Linked DNA regions of Mus musculus: regions 1 and 3 are each linked to region 2. The links are chromatin contacts, called in public promoter capture Hi-C maps. All regions are on one chromosome and are shown on one strand. Each heading gives the region's core, a stretch centred on a gene start, on an enhancer-like site or on the middle of the called end of the contact. The rest is flanking DNA. Distances are from core to core; before and after follow the strand shown.

Evidence for each region. Capture Hi-C pulls out chosen DNA fragments and counts their contacts.
Region 1: a promoter capture Hi-C map of adipose tissue shows a contact between it and region 2. The contact joins two enhancer-like sites. A contact is called at or near these places in 1 of 15 datasets of contacts at CTCF or cohesin (large pre-B cells), 33 of 484 Hi-C or Micro-C datasets (the AML12 cell line, B cells, CD8 T cells and 20 more), 7 of 115 datasets of contacts at active chromatin or transcription factors (the HPC-7 cell line, bone marrow-derived dendritic cells, double positive thymocytes and 3 more) and 4 of 9 other capture datasets (adipose tissue, embryonic stem cells, liver and 1 more).
Region 3: a promoter capture Hi-C map of adipose tissue shows a contact between it and region 2. The contact joins two enhancer-like sites. A contact is called at or near these places in 3 of 484 Hi-C or Micro-C datasets (the G1E-ER4 cell line, embryonic stem cells and nephron progenitors), 4 of 115 datasets of contacts at active chromatin or transcription factors (the HPC-7 cell line, bone marrow-derived macrophages, embryonic stem cells and 1 more) and 4 of 9 other capture datasets (adipose tissue, embryonic stem cells, liver and 1 more).

Annotation. Positions count from the first base shown.
Region 1 is chr16:94,616,748-94,620,213 of GRCm38.p6, reverse strand. The region is part of intron 2 of Dyrk1a (dual-specificity tyrosine-(Y)-phosphorylation regulated kinase 1a); the gene reads right to left. Among named protein-coding and RNA genes, the nearest start is that of Dyrk1a, 48 kb to the right of the region's middle. Within about 2 kb of position 1,778, at least 35 of the 459 cell types and tissues checked have an H3K27ac peak or open chromatin away from gene starts, as enhancers often do. A contact at or near this core is called in adipose tissue and bone marrow-derived macrophages, where this site is marked.
Region 2 is chr16:94,500,184-94,503,567 of GRCm38.p6, reverse strand. It overlaps Vps26c (VPS26 endosomal protein sorting factor C), which reads left to right. Exons shown (of 8, transcript NM_007834.3): 6 at 1,336-1,486; 7 at 1,881-2,033. All of the region lies in intron 3 of Gm31323 (a long non-coding RNA gene), which reads right to left. Among named protein-coding and RNA genes, the nearest start is that of Vps26c, 25 kb to the left of the region's middle. Within about 2 kb of position 1,322, at least 23 of the 459 cell types and tissues checked have an H3K27ac peak or open chromatin away from gene starts, as enhancers often do. A contact at or near this core is called in adipose tissue and bone marrow-derived macrophages, where this site is marked.
Region 3 is chr16:94,600,125-94,603,414 of GRCm38.p6, reverse strand. All of the region lies in intron 1 of Dyrk1a (dual-specificity tyrosine-(Y)-phosphorylation regulated kinase 1a), which reads right to left. Among named protein-coding and RNA genes, the nearest start is that of Dyrk1a, 32 kb to the right of the region's middle. Within about 2 kb of position 1,559, at least 152 of the 459 cell types and tissues checked have an H3K27ac peak or open chromatin away from gene starts, as enhancers often do. A contact at or near this core is called in adipose tissue and bone marrow-derived macrophages, where this site is marked.

The DNA of each region.
Region 1 (3,466 bases), core at 529-3,028, 120 kb before region 2:
TCAGCTGGTAGATTCCAACAGATGTGCTGGCAAGTAAATGCAAGCAGAAGAATTCTTGAGTGAATCTTCCTTCTTCCAATGACCTCATGTAGGTCTCCAGCAAAAGGTGTGGCCCAGGTTAAAGGTGTGTACCACCATGCCTGGATCTGTGACTTGCTTTGTCCCAGATGACCTTGAACTCAGAGATCTCCTTGCCTTAGTCTTCTGGGATTCATAGCCACTGTGCCTCAAGATCTCCGTGCCAAGATCCAGGTCAGAAGCTTCTATCTCCCAGCCTCAAGATCAGGATCACAGGTGAGCCTTCCAATTCTGGATTGCAGTTCATTCTGGATGTACTCAAGTTGACAACCAGGAATAGCCACTATACCCCCTGATACACAGGCAAAACTGTTCCACTTCAGGAAATATCCTTGCATTATTCTTGTTGCTGTATGATGAAACTTCTCTGCCTTTCTTCAGTAACTATTACTTTCTCTGGAATGTTTAGGGTATATACTTTGAAATTTAGTTTTGTTGAGTTGTAACATTTTTCTGCATGCAATTAACTACCTGCTTATCTAAAGAAATTTTCATTCTAAAGTTCAAACCTCTTTTTTGCACCATTTATTTATTCGAGGCAGGGACTTTTTCATCTGTTTCCCTGACACAGGGTACCGTGCATCCCAGGTTGGCTGAGGATGACAGGCTTCTGGCCCTCTGCTCTTCTTGCCTGCTCCTCCAAGTGCTCCAGCACAGCTCGGCTGGCCTGCTGGGCACAGCGCAGCGCAGCCTCACTCACAATGAGCAGTCACTCTGTCAACTCACCTAAACCTCCAGCACCTAGGTGGGGGTTTTCCCTCTTTTCTTTCCTCCATCAATCCTACAGATTCTCTGGGCTTTCTCTAAGACATCAGGTCAGCAGGCATTTTTTTCTGCTGTGTTTTTTTTAACTATCTACGTAATGCTCTGTTATTCAGTTTTTCCTTTTTAAACGGTTTTAAAGATTATTTTTATTTTATTTTATATATATGAGTGTTTTGTCTGCATGTATGTATGTATGTATGTATACCATGTATGTGCCTGATGTCCATGTAGGTTCTGGAATTACAGTTAAAGTGATTGTGAGCTGTCGTGTGGGTGTTGTGGGCTGCAGCCAATTCATTATGTGCTCTTAAGCACTAAGCATCTCTGCAGTCAGCATGACAGCTAGCATCGATAAATCCAGCACTTCACATACCAAGGCTGAAGATTTGGGGTTCCAAGCCATCCTGAGCTTGGATGCAATCAAAAACCTACGTCAAAATAACAATAACAACAACAACAACAACAAAAGCAGCAGCAACAAAGGTGGCAGTGCCGACGCTGACCTCTACACCAGTGAGGAATCTGCATACTTGTCTGATAATCTTTGCGAAAACGGTAAATCTATACAGCGTTATATAAAATGTACTGCTATGAGGGAACAGCGAGATGGCTCAGTGAGTGCAAACCATCTGAGTTTGATCCCTGCATCCCACAAGGTGGCAGTAGAGAACCTACTCCTGACCGCTGTCCTCTGACCTCCACACAGCAGACGTAAAACACTCCCGGGAGGCTGGGATTCTGTCCTCAGGAAGCATTCTCTCTCTCTCCTGTTCTCAGGAAGGAGGTCAAAATATAGATTAAAATAAATAAGATCTCCTGTATTTTCATCTTCCCCAATTTTCCTTTCTTTTGTCCAAGATGATTCCACAACTGCTCAATTGGAGTCTATTTACAATAGTCTCTGCTTTGGCCAGAAAGGCAGCTTTAACTGGTTTTGGGAATCAGGAAACGCATACACACTTTGTTGGCTTCTCTGATATTCTCAGACTCGCATGATATGCTTCTGTGGGAGTCTTTGCTGGTAAACTTGGAACTCTTGGGATTCTTATTAAGCCCACTGTGCTTCCTTTCTTCTGCACAAACCCTGATACCACACCACTGTGATAGTTACTACATTGCTCCTACCCACTTCTCTCTACTGTTTTCCACCAAGTATCGTAGATGCGTTTATGGCATTGGAGGTTTTACCCATCTAGGTGTTTTCTGCCCACTTTTAGAGGAAAAAGGAAGTACCTATGTTAAGCTGTAACTCTGTAGAACCCTCACAGTATTTTGTATGTGTATGTGCATATTCATGTGTGTCTGGTGCCTACCAAGGCCAGATGAAGTGCCAGATCCACTAGAACTGGAGCTCTGGGTGGGAATCACACCAGTGCCTTCTCAAAGAGCGGACTCACTTCGCCAGGCCCTCACTCTCTTAGGTGTACAATGGGCTGGTCGGTATTTGTCAACTTGATACAACCAGACATATCTGAGAAGAGGGGATGCTAATATAGAAAATGCCTCTGTAAGACTGGTCTAAAAGACCAATCTGTGGAGTACTGTCTTGATTACTGACTGAAGGAGGGGGACCTAGCCCACTGTGGGTGGGGCCACCCCTAGGGAGGTCATCCTGGATGGCTTAAGAAAGCAAACTAAACAAGTACAGCAGCAAGCACATTTCACCACTGCTTCTGCTTCAGGTGGTTCCTGACTTCCTTCATTGATAGACTACGATGTGAAACTGTAAGCTAAAATAAGCTCATTCCTCCCCAAGCTCCTTTTGGTCATCATATTTTATCACAAAAAAAAGAAGACACCTAACTAGACAGACATTTACAAATTGGCCTTAAAATAAAAATAAAACGCTATAAGGACCAGTAAAATGGAATTTCCCCAAAACCCACACTGTAGTGAAGAACTGGCTAAGGCACGTGATCTTCTGACGTCCACGGGCACACTGTGGCAGAAGAGCATACCCACACATAGATAACGTCATTTTAAACATGTAATGAAAGTAAACATCTGCTTTTTTCTAAATTTAGTAGAGGTCTTACTACGTGTCTGTGTTCAGATATTTTTAAAGATTTATTTATTATATGTAAGTACACTGTAGCTGTCTTCAGACACACCAGAAGAGGGCGTCAGATCTCATTACAGATGGTTGTGAGCCACCATGTGGTTGCTGGGATTTGAACTCAGGACCTTTGGAAGAGCAGTCAGAGCTCTTAACCACTGATCCATATCTCCAGCCCTCATATTTTTATTTTATACTATATTTCATAAAAAACTTTATACTGTGTATGCACATGACACAATCAGCATTGCTTCTGCTTAGAAAATAAAAGCTAAAATCACAAAACAAGACCTGAAAAGAAATGGCAAATAATGAGGACCAGACCCTGAAGAGTGCATGCAGCAGACCATGAGAGCGGCTTGTGCATGAACTCTGGTAAGATGGCAGCTCTCCTGGAGACCCTGCAGACACACGTGGAGCAAAGGGTTCTAAGCACAGCCCTGGCCTGTAACGCAGGAAAAGGAGCCGCCATGACTTTTCACCTTCTGTGTATCTGAAACAGCTGAGCAGACGCTGCACCTCATGCTCCAGACAGTGCTCTCCCTGCCAACCCGATACAGCACTCCC
Region 2 (3,384 bases), core at 73-2,572:
GCTCTTTTCTGGATAAAACCTGGATTCTGTATTCAATTCTGCATTTTGTTCATGCTCATAATTGGGTTGAAAGCAAGTCTGGAAGATTTGGGGCACTGCAGACATAGCTGATGTCATTCATTATCATAAGGAGCCTTTTCAGAAGGTTCTGGAAAGAAGTAGCCATCATGTCCTAGGGCCGGGCAGATTCCCCTGTAAAGTGCTTTCTCCAGACCTGTGTCCCTCCAGGTCCTCTTTTGCTGCAGACACAGGTCCCTTACTCATGCCTCACATGTCCCTCCTTATATGGATGTGGCCCATGTGTGGTACAGAGTTCTCTTTCCCTTGCTTCTGTCTTCTTCAAATATTGGTTCTTGGTGTATATTTGAGGATCTTTGGTGTAGATTTATTAATAAAACTATCCTCCACCAGCCTTTGAGACGGTCTCATGTATTCCAGATGGGCCTTCAGGTATTTAGTTGAAGGTGACTTTGAACTTCTGATCTTCCTGCCTCCACTTCTTGAGTGGTAAGATGGTATTGTGTGCTACCATGCCTGATTGATCACGCTAGAAATCAAAGCCAGAGAGAGCTCCTCTCTGTGCCAGGCAGGCACTCTTCTCCCTGTTATTCTTGCTTGATAACGTCTTAGATATACTGTAGACAGGTTTTAATGTGGTTACCAGAAATTTTTAAATTATACTCATAGGCAATTACAAATTCTAAATGATTTTAAAATTTGTGGCTTATATTGTTTCTTCTGGATAGTGCAACCTAGTAGAAATGAAGACTCCTGAAGTGACTGTCCAACTATTTTCCTCCAGTGCTAGGGCCAGTTCCCCTGAGCCAACTTCCTGTCTGCAGAGAAATAGTCCCAAAGCTTTTCTTCGGGCGTTGAGAAAACTGCTCTTTCGGTATCCTTGAAATAAAAATAATTGGCATCTCAAACTTGCTTAATTGGGAACACTTTAAAACGGCCTTTTTCTTTTTCTTCTTTTGTGACCTGGGGTTGAGGGGGTGGCTGTCCTTAAGCACCCTTCTAACCCTGAGGCTTTTTACATTTCATGTCTTTCGGCCTGAGAGAGCTTTGTCAGCCAGTGTAGGTTGGGAGCTGATTCGGAGTGAGCTGTGATGTCCGTTTGTCCCTAATATGTGTACAGGGTGGTTGATGAGTCAGTCTGGTGGCCACTGAAAGATGAAATGGCTATTATTCCTTCTTGTTTTAGAAAGAAGTTTCCATGGTTTATAGAACAATTACTCAACTTGGTTTTCAGTTCTTATTTGTACCAGTGCAACTGGAATAAGTGACAGCCCCCTTTCCTTCTGTTTCTGATGTCTTTGTCTCTGTTCTCCATAGAGAGCTTCACTTCCCAAATTCTTCATTAGAGGACATCTGAACTCCACTAACTGCGCTATCACGCAGCCCCTGACAGGAGAGCTGGTGGTGGAACACTCGGATGCTGCTATCCGGAGCATAGAGCTTCAGTTGGTCCGGGTGGAGACCTGTGGTAAGACTTCTAGAGTATCTAGGTATCTACACTTGTACTGTCAGCCGCTAAAACACCCCTTCCTGTACTCTTAACATGGCAGGGCACATCACATCATAACAGAGCTATTCTGATGGCCCCTGTGGCCTACTCACCCCAAAATTCCCACTTGCAGATAATCACTGAAATACTAATTAGGTCCCCAGCACCTTAAATCTTGGAAGCATGGTAAAACCAGTGTGGTGATGTTTGAGAACATGCAAAGTAGAAGAGAAGGTAACTCCCAGTCCTGAAGAAGAAATTGGAGAAGTGGGTGAATGTGTTGATCCTGGTTGGCACAGTATTGGGCAGTTTGGTGACCAGTTTGCTTTGGTGTCATGGTGTCCTGACCCCATGATGTTTCCTCTTTCTCCAGGGTGTGCAGAAGGCTATGCACGAGATGCCACAGAGATTCAGAATATTCAAATCGCTGATGGGGACATTTGTAGAAACCTTTCTGTTCCCCTGTACATGGTCTTCCCCAGACTGTTCACCTGTCCAACACTGGAGACCACCAACTTCAAAGTGGGTAAGCAGTCCAGGCCTGGCCTGTGGAGTCTAGGAAGGGTCTGGGCCACAGGGAAGAAGCGCCTTGCACGCAGGCTGCAGCTTTTTTTTTTTTTTTTTGGTTTTTCGAGACAGGGTTTCTCTGTGTAGCCCTGGCTGTTCTGGAATTCACTTTGTAGTCCAGGCTGGCCTCGAACTCAGAAATCCGCCTGCCTCTGCCTCCTGAGTGCTGGGATTAAAGGCGTGCGCCACCACGCCTGGCTTAGCATTCAGCTTCTTGATGACTCAAAAAAGGGTAAGAAGCTGCGTAAGTAGGTGTGTGTAGGCAGTAGAGCCTGCTGCAAGGCCCCATCCAGAGTCAACTGTGAGCCAAGCAGAAATACCGTGAGTCTATAGGAAAAGCCTTGACAGTTGTCAGGTAAGTAGTATGTGAGTAAATATCCAACAGGAAACAACTTAAAGGAAGGCAGGCTTATTGTGGGTCACACTTCAGGACCTATGTCCATTGTGGTGGAAAAGCCATAACTGTAGGAGGCTGCTCGCTCACATCTGGGTAGACCAGGTTTCAGAGAAATGCTGTTATCAGGTTTGCTGTCTTGATTTTTCTTTTTATTCCCCATGGATGGTGCCACCCACATTCTAGGCAGGCCTTCTCTCCTCTGTTAAACATCTCTAGAAATTCATTCCCCTGAAGATATACCTACAGGTATGTCTCTTACAAGATTCCAAATTTAGTTAAGGTGAGAATAAGGTTAACCACAAGTCCACTCTGACAGTTTGACACCAAAACACATCATGGTTTTACAACAATAGCATCCATTTCAACTTAAAAAGTCCCATGATCTTAACAAGTTTAACACTGGTGTAAAGACTAGAGTTTCTCAGAGACCCAACTGTGAGCCTTTATAAAGACATATAGCATACTTTCAGCATAGGCATAGAGTAAACATTCCCATTCAGAAAGGGAGAAACAACAGGGCCAAAGCCTGAAAAACCGAACCAACACAATACTAAACCTAGCAGGTCAGAGCCCTCATTTTTTCGTCACCATGTCCAGCATCTGGGCTCCAGTAGCTTTGGGAAGTCCCAGCCATCCAGTTCTAGTGCATGCAGTAAACATAATCACTGTCTTTGATCAGCTTTCTTGCCTGCTGCTTTTCTTGGCAGAAGTTTCGCTCCTTGCATCGCCAGCATTCTGGAGCTTTCCCATTCCAACTCCAGGTATAACTGCAGCTTCACACAGTACCTGCCTCTCTGCAGGGAACCTGACCCTGCCATGCACTGCCTGGCCTCAGAGGCTTTCTGAAACACTTGTACAAATTTCAGAGTCACTATAACCCTAGCTGCAACTACTATATGTACATAACACTATA
Region 3 (3,290 bases), core at 310-2,809, 100 kb before region 2:
GAGGATGGACAACCTTCTATAGCAGATGAGGTAATTATCAAGTGAGTCACTCTTCCACCAAGACCACTTAAATATGCACACCTCCTACCTACTGCCCCAGCCCCCCCTCTATTCAAATCTAAAGCTCTTTGTAGTGGGCCAAAGACAAACTTTGGATTACTGGCCACTCATTTCCAGTGTGATGCTGCCTGGAGCTCATCTCTCTACTCCTGGTCATCACTCACTTAACAGCTTAGTCCTGGGACTCCTGGAGCAGAGGCTGCAGATCTAACTAACTGCCCCACTGCCTTAAACATGATTAAAGAACTTTCTGTGTGTGTGCTTTTGTAATACCTACTACTGTGTCCCTGAGCCCCTCGCTATTCTGCCTCTCCTCCACTTTTAGTCTGAACAAGGGTGGGAGCTTCCCTGAACTCTCCCCTCCCTCCATTCATTCACTGTAAGACTCCCTGCCAAAAGGAGGACTTGGATTCTGTTTCCTGCTTAACTTTTTACTTAGTATCAGTCTGCAAGCTGCTGGGCGAGTCCTTCCCACTCCCCCAGCTCACTGTGTCCACATTCCATGTGAGAAGTCTGCACCTCTGTTCCCAGCACTGCAGTGATCGCACCACCTCACCAGCCACTGACTACTTCTCTACTTTCTCGGTGTGTGTGTTTGGTTTGGGAGACAAGGAGCTGCTGACCTCAAATACACTGTGTAACACAGGCTAGCCCAAACTTGTGGCAGTTCTCCCGTCTCAGCCTCCCAAGTGTTCTGATTACAAGAATATGCCACTAAGCCTAACTCTAACCCATCCTGTTTTCCCCGGTTGTCAAGCATGATACTACATGTATCTTCAGCAACAAATGATCTCCAATACAGATTTAACCTTCTACAGCTGACAGACATCACACCTCATGGGTAAGAATATATTAGCTCCTGTGCTGGTGTTCGAATCTCCTCTGCATGCAGTTACAGACACACTACCTTCTGGCCTGATTAAGCATTATCTATCAGTAGGTTCCAGTGACTGTTGTATAACTCAGCAAAATGACATCTGCAATGTGCAAAGTACTACTTGGTCTCCCACTGCCATTCTGTGAACAGACTGGAACAGTGGAATAACAATCAAAATGCTGTTCTGCTGGGGGGTTGGGGAGGTAGTGGGACTTGAATTTTGCTATACAGGAACCAGCATAATATACACAAACACAGTTGCCTCCAAAGAGAGGATGGCATAAAATTGTCTTTGTCCTCTCAGTTTTCAAAAAACTTTTTTGAATTTTTCTGACAAAACAAAATCTTATACTTTAAATGCTTTTACCTGTAATTTTACTATCAATGGGAAAATTGTGGGAATGAGCTGGTACTGTCACAATACACACACACACACACACACACACACACACGCACGCACTAGTTGAATATCACAAGTCCATGCTTCAAATTCCTCCAGCTTCAATTAATCTAAATATTCAAACTTGAGCGAGCTGGTTCAGTCCTGCAACACAGACACTGCTCCCCAGCGTGACGCCCTCTCCTTGTAAAGTGGTGTTTGCTTCCTTGTTCTGAGATGTCCTTCAGCACAGGGTGACTGTTCTCCAGGCTCCACACGAAACCAGCTGACAAAAAACACATGAGGCAGGCAGGAAGGACGGAGGAAGTGGGGGAAGGGCTTTCCGTGATGTCATAACCATCACTCCCTCTCCTTAGCAGACAAATATCCTACAGGCACTAGGAATTTACCCATTTCAGAGAATAATTCATGACAAACTATCCTACCAACCCCCAAGCCTGAGTCATAAATCACCTCCCCAACTCCTCTGCACCAATTTAAATTCAAGCTGCCTGCATTTCTTGTTTGGGTTTTTTTTTTTTAAGCTATGCCCAGCCAACCAAACCTCTTTAGAGACAGACTATTCTTCAGCTTCATCTCCAAGTGAACATTAATACCGCCATCATTCTTGTTAAATCTCAGTTAATTCTCTGCTCAAATCTCATGTTTTGTTCTAACTTATGATCCCTAAAGTGCACAGAGTGTACACAAGTAAGTGAAAAAAGAACTTCACTGGAGTCCTTGGGTGCAGCACTGACCCACTTTTGTTCTCTGTGTGCATGGTGTATGTGTGCGCCAGTGCATGTGTGCGCCAGTGCATGTGTGTACCGCACCAGGGCATGTGCAGTTGCATGCAAATGTGTCACACTCTCTTTAGGTTTATTTGTATTTATGCACGTGTGTATTGATGTGAATGTATACTGGGGATCAGACTTGGGTCAGCCTCCTCTTTACTTTTTGAGAAAGGACCTCCCCTCCCCCACCTCCTCCCTCCCTCCCCTACCCCACTCTCTCTCTGGAGCTAACTAATTCAGCTAGATGGCTCCTTCTGTCTCCACCTCCCCAGCACTGCTATCACAAGTGTGCACTTGTCAGACTCAGATTTTAAACAGGTGCAGAAGGACAGACAACCTCAGGTATTCCTGCTCACACGGTGACAAGCACTTGGCCAACTGAGCCATTCCCTAGCCCACCTGTGTTCTAACTGCAATCTACTCCTTTTGCTTATCTGTTTATTACTTTTCAAGACAGGTTTTCTCTGTGTAACCCCAGCTGTTCTTAAACTCTGGGACCACCACTGCCTGGCTCAATTTACTTTTAGAAACTCATTTCACCATAGAAAATATGCACTTTATATGCAAAACCTCACCAATCAAAATAAAAATTTAGAATATAAGTGCTTACCACAAAGAAATTATGGCAGATTGTGGTACATATACTCTATGTTAAATACCATGAAATAATTATGTTCTTACAGTCGTATGACCTAAAGAGGAAAACTGTAGATCAAAAAGGGCACACACCTAACTCCTCTGGTGTTTGTGGTTTGGCTTTGCTTTGAATCAAATCTAAGCTCTTCTGGTCGCCACCAAGCATTTTATTGTTAAACTCAACTGCACAGTTCACAACAATTCACAGCACTGTCCTTCAAGAATGAACTGTGTGCTTCAGTTTAATTACTTTTACCTTTTCCTTTTTCAGTCTTATCTTCTACTACAACTAAGTTAAATGGACCAACATCCAACCATCCTTCCCATAAACACCTCTTTTTTGCTGACTATTTCATAAATCTTCCTTGTCCACTCCTTCCTGCCACAACCACTCAAGCACACACACACTAGCACTTTCCCCTCAGGGTGTCCACCACATTCCTAAAGACAGTGCACCGCACAGATACAGTGACCTACAACCTTTATCTGAGCTAATTGTACGCACAGCATCTAAGGCACTGACAGCACAAAGGTCCTGTGCACC